Linked DNA regions of Mus musculus: region 1 is linked to region 2. A link is a contact called in public Hi-C data. All regions are on one chromosome and are shown on one strand. The core of a region is the stretch at or near the end of the contact, and the rest is flanking DNA. Distances in the headings are between cores, read along the strand shown. Region 1 overlaps Igsf3 (immunoglobulin superfamily, member 3). Region 2 has its middle 17 kb from the start of Gm32803.

The links. Hi-C and Micro-C count contacts between places; a contact is called where the count stands out from the background.
Region 1: a Hi-C map of the C2C12 cell line shows a contact between it and region 2, with 2.7 times the contacts expected there. The contact joins two enhancer-like sites. A contact is called at or near these places in 2 of 39 promoter capture datasets (the C10 cell line and pre-B cells), 1 of 15 datasets of contacts at CTCF or cohesin (embryonic stem cells), 59 of 484 Hi-C or Micro-C datasets (the 4T1 cell line, the C2C12 cell line, CD4 T cells and 44 more), 14 of 115 datasets of contacts at active chromatin or transcription factors (embryonic basal ganglia, embryonic forebrain, embryonic hindbrain and 6 more) and 1 of 9 other capture datasets (embryonic stem cells).

The regions. Positions count from the first base shown.
Region 1 is chr3:101,447,373-101,450,134 of GRCm38.p6, forward strand. The region is part of intron 7 of Igsf3 (immunoglobulin superfamily, member 3); the gene reads left to right. Among named protein-coding and RNA genes, the nearest start is that of Gm40109, 59 kb to the right of the region's middle. Within about 2 kb of position 1,484, at least 41 of the 459 cell types and tissues checked have an H3K27ac peak or open chromatin away from gene starts, as enhancers often do. A contact at or near this core is called in the C2C12 cell line, where this site is marked.
Region 2 is chr3:101,312,172-101,314,871 of GRCm38.p6, forward strand. No RefSeq gene overlaps it. Among named protein-coding and RNA genes, the nearest start is that of Gm32803, 17 kb to the left of the region's middle. Within about 2 kb of position 1,355, at least 27 of the 459 cell types and tissues checked have an H3K27ac peak or open chromatin away from gene starts, as enhancers often do. A contact at or near this core is called in the C2C12 cell line, where this site is marked.

The DNA.
Region 1 (2,762 bases), core at 234-2,733, 140 kb after region 2:
CAAGCCTACCTTTGTGTATCTTTGCTTACTTTCTCCTCTGCATTCATTGACTCTCCAAGTTTGTGTGCTGAGCAGCCACACCCAGGGCTTCCCTGGCGGAAGGCAAGTCTGGATCTCCATTGACCTTGTTCTATTGAGATTGTGATGCAGTAGGTCTGAGAGTCTGTCTCTAAGAAATTCACCCAGTGGGTCTCATGCTGCTGATCCATACTGCTTAGGATTTTTTTTTATTAATACTTTATGTATATGGGTGTTTTGCTTGCATGTATGTCTGTATACTTTGTGTGTCTGGTGTCAGAAGAGGGTATTTATTGGATACCCTGGACCTGGAGTTACAGACAGTTGTGAGCCTCCATGTGGCTGCTGGCAATTGAACTTAGACCTTCTGGAAGAACAGCCAGTGCTCTTAACCACTGAGCTGTTTCTGCTGACCTAGAATATATTTTATTCTATTTGATTTATTTATTCTGTGTATGTATGCATGTATGGAGGAAGTCGGTATGTGACATAGCACACACGTGGAGGTTAGAGGACAACTGTTGGGAGTCAGCTTTCTCCTTCCTTGGGTCCCTGTGATTTGAACTCAGGTCTCCAGGCATGGCAGCAAACACCTTATCCTCTGAGCCATCTTGATGGCTCTGTCTACAATACTTTTAAAAAGTTGGGGGGGGGGCGGCTGTGATTGGATATAAAGTAAATAAAACAATTATAAAAACTTTAGTTGTGTCAGGTATGAACACTCGGGAGGCAGAGGCAGACACGTCTCTGTGAGTTCAAGGCCAGCCTGGTCTACAAAGCAAGTCTAGGACATCCAGGGATTGTTACACAGAGAAACCCTGTCTTGAAAAACAAAAAGAAAAAAGAAAAGAAAAAGGAAGAAATTGAGTTGCCACTATGTTTGTCAATGTCTCACCTACTGTGAGTTTTGAACTCGGAACCACAAATACAAACCAAAAGGGATTGAGGAGAGCTAAAACTAACTGTTGTTCAGGGTCCACTCGGCCTCCCACTAAACTCCTCTGGAGCTAATGCATTTGGTCTGCAGGGCACTCTGGGTGCATTAGATCCACACTTTGCCGTTCTGGTTTGCAGATGAAAACACTGGTCTTTCGGAAAGTCCAGGTTCTCCTAAGGGGGAGGGAGCCGAAGCTCGCAGATGTACCTTGCCCAGGGCAATGCTGAGACAGGCTTGTGAGTGCTTCCTAATGAGCTGTGGGGCCTCCTGCCTCCCCCTGGCTTCCGGGTGTGTCTTCCCTTACCACACTCCCCCCCCCCCCCAAAGGAGAGGACATGCAGAGCTTATAGTAAGAGCTGACCCCCTGCCTACATGTCAGATTTCAAAAGTATCTCTCTCTCAGGCTTCCCAATACTTCATAATATTTTGACATGGGATGGCTAAAAAAGAGATAGAAGAAGAAGAAACTGGAAATGCTTTGAAATATTTCTCCTCCTTGGCTTGTGGCTCTTTAACCATGTGACTGAGTAGAAGTTGAGTCATAGCATCCCAGTTTAACATATGCAGTTACTATAGCAATTGAGGTTTCCTTAGTAACAGTTGCAAAAAATAATCTGGCCCCAATTAATAATACATTTTAAAGCTCTTTCTACTCTACACAGAACAACCCAGTTCATCTGGCCGAGCACCAGATGATTCAGGAGGTGCCGTCTGGACTGACTGAGATCCCGTTTGCAGGTGGAGCATTGGGTTGGAACAGGATGAAAAGGGAACAGGTAGCTTCAGGCTCACAGGAGTCCACTCAGGAAAGCTGACCAGCAGGCCAGGGCCAGTCCAGCCTCTAGGATTCCCAGTGTGCCCTGACAGTCCTTGTGGTTAAAGAAGAGGGAAAGTGGAGAGACTGGCTGGTACCAACAGATGGAAATGGAGCATGGGCCGTGGCTGATCTGATGTGATGTGTTCTCTGTGGCTGGAGGTCTTGTGTGTGAATTCTGAAGTCCTCCATGAGGGGAAAGTCTGCCTCAGCAACACGAGACAGGTCCTCAGAGGTGCTTTTGTAGTAGTGGTGTTGACTGTGGGACCCTGTTATGCCTTCTCGCTAAAGCTTTAAAACCATCCTGAACGTTCGTCTGTGTGCTACTGGGCACACCGAGGAGCAGTCTGTGGCTGTCAAATGCTCTTCTTCCTTACACATGGGTCTCAGCCCTGCAAGCCTTTAACAAAGCAGGCCAGCTAACTGGCCAGAATCTCAGGACACAACCGGGGGGCCCAGTCACACACCTGGATAGTTTCTGCACATTCCAGAGGCAGACTCCATCCAGTCTTAAGGAAGCAAGGGCTCTCAGCAGGGCCTGGAGGTGGGCTCCACCAATTGGCAGAAGCCCTCGCTATGGGACCTGTACCATACCCTGGGTTTTCCTCAGCTGGCAAGGTGGCTCAGAATTAAGATATGAAGAGAGGGGGCGGGGGTGGACTGCTGTTCTCAATACCAGCTCATTAAGAGAATTGCCTTCTCCTTTCTTCTCTGGTTAGTAGGGAACACAGGGAAGTATAATGATATATAGAGGAAGATTCTCCAGTAATCTCCAACAACATGCATTTTACTTGGGTTTGGCTTCTTGGCAACTCAAAGATGAGCATCTGCTCTGTTACAAGACCGGCAGCCTATGGAATTTGCTCTCTATTATTATTATCTGGAGTTGGCCATCCCTGTTGCTTCTGGACTGTGATAGTAAGGGGAGGGAGCTGGTGCTGGCTCTGCTCTGTCCATCACTGCCCTCATTGCTTCAGGACCTGGACTGGCCTC
Region 2 (2,700 bases), core at 105-2,604:
ACATGGAATCGCAATTAGCAGCCCAGGCAGTGTTGGAGGGAGATGGAAGTCTAGTGGGTGGCCTTTGTCTCCTTTTGTTTCTACTTTGTCCCTTTCTCGAGTCCCTTTAGGTAGTGTCCCTTAGAAGCAAGGAAACCCTCGTGGGAGACAGAAGAGTGGACAACTCTGTGGCCTGTTTCTGTTTCTGCATCATGGGGCAGGGCACTCTGAGAAGCAAAGCCAGAAATTTGTCTGAGCAGAGCATTGTGCAACCACTTCATCTCCAGTGGCTCCCCTCTTTCTCATAGCTACTCTATGAGATGGGCACAGTGGCACCTGCACTGAGGAGCCAAGGACCGGTGCCAATCAGGAGCTAGCTTGCTCATGGGGAGTGGGAAAGCAGGTTAGAGACCAGTGTTAGGCTTACTCATAAGCTCAAGTTCTCAGCCAACATGCTGCAGGCACATCACTGCCCCACCTTTAATCCCAGCACGGTGTGTGTGTGTGTGTGTGGGGGGTGCATGGGGGGTGTGGGGCGGGGAAGATACAGAGGTAGGTGGATCTCTGAGTTCAATGCCAGTTTAGTCTATATTGGAAGTTCTTGGGATCTAGGGTTGCATAATGAGACCTTGTCTTGAGGAGGAAGAGGAGGAGGTAGAAGAGGAAGGGGGAAGAGGAGGAAGAAAAAGGAAGAGAAAGGGAAGAGGAGGAGGAAGAGAAAGAGGAATCATTTCATTCTTTGGTCACTCTAGGTGCACGCCAGTGACCACACTTGGGTATTTTCAATATAAAAGAAACTTCTAGACGATGACGTTGGCGGACTCCCATTCCTTGTCAGAAAGGAAAGGCAAGAACCAACCCTTTCATCTACCATCTCTTCCTCTTATTTCCATTGCTTTGCCTAGTTAAACCATCAGCTCCACCCTGCAAAGGGATGGAAGGAATTCCAGAAAAGAAAGAGCCAGTGGTAGTTGGAGATGGTGGCCTGTATCGTTTGATCCTCTTTACTTGGGGACAGAGGATTGCTGGGTGAGCACCAGCTGAACTGAGTGCCTGGACCCCGCCCTGCCGGCCTCTCGCCCTTTTGCTTCTTCCTTTTAGCTTCCATTTCTCCTCCCTACCTCCCCCTCCTGCCTTCCCCTTCCACACATGTGAAGTGTGCTTCTGTGCAAACCTCCTCTTTGAAAAGGTCACAACACTCCCAGCTGTGGCAAGGAAGATGTACGGAACACATTTGCATCTTTTCTCGGTTGTTGTCCTAATTACACATAATAAAGGTATTTAGTTCTAGAAGAATAGCTGGTGAGCCTGAACTATCATAAAAAGGCCCTGCCAAGAGCCATTTCCTTTATCAAGAGACAACTTGCTTACAGACAGTGGGAAGCTGTGATTCATCCTCAAACCACAGTGTTGCTACAAGAAATTTCGATTCATGGGAAGTGGCTGTTGCACAAACTTTTAAGAAATGACAATGTCCCAAGCTCTTGCCTGGTTTCTGTGACTACCACCAATGCCTTAACTAAATGTATGGTGACAGAAAACCACCACAGCACACACCGGGACTCATTTATCAAGGAGCAGCAACCTTTGATTGCACAGGCTGCCCGTTTTTCTAAATAAAATTTTATCTGAACACGGCAGTCACTGACATAGCTATTATGGCTGTCTTTGCACTCCAGCAATAGAGCTGGGTGGTTGCAACAGATGTCTTACAATACCTGCAAATTCTACAATGCTAACAGATGAACGTTGGTAGATAGTACGCTAGCCCCTGTCTTGTCAGGTGACAGGTAGGCAGCATAGGGTTAGGCTGTGCTATGTTCCTCTGTGGGGAGGTGTATTAGTCAGGGTTCTCTAAAAAGGAGCAAAATTGGTGGAATGAATACAAATATATTTAATAGGAATTTATTACAGTGGTTTACAGGCTGTTGCTGACTGACCCAACAATGGTTATCTCCTGACAGAAAGGCCAGTAATTGTTCAGTCCACAAGACTGGAATGTCTCAGCAATCTTGGTCTGGTACTCGAGTCCCAGGGAATCCCAGAGAGCTGCTGGTCTTCAGTCTACATTGGAATCCCGAGAAAGTGAGTTCTAACACCTGCTAAGGAGAGTGAGAGCAAGCTGAAGTGGAAATTGTTGGTTTCTTTGGAGACTCGGCTGTGTCATGTGATGTTTTTCTGGAAGGGCATGTGATGTTTTGCCGTAGTGGATGTTTGAGCGGTCACGTGACATTTAGAAAGACTATAAATATAACGTCACAGAGAGTTAAGAGGATGCTCTTGCATTGGCTCACCTTGCAACACTTTGCTGGTCTTGAGTGGTCTTCAGGTGTCATGACTTTGTATGGAGAAACGAGCCAGAGAATTTCACGTGGGATTCCAGCTGCTTCTTGCCCCTTCTACAAACTCATGGTGACTCAGCAGAGCCTCAAGACGTCTTCTGGATCGAGCCATGGCTACTGATTCATGTGTGGTGTTTTGGACTGGACTGCTGATATCCTGACAATGCGAAGATTAGAATCGCCCCCAAAGAACTACTTCTAAACAGCTCCACCCCCCACCCCACCCCCACCCCGTTTCCTATTAACCTTTCTTTTCCCCTTCTTCTGGTAGGTGGGCTAGAAGGGAGGTTGAAGCATTTAAGAACTCTTATTAAAGCAGGCAAAAAAGCAAAAGCTTCCTTTAATCAAGGCCTCTTATGTGGACTACCACCAATAAGTG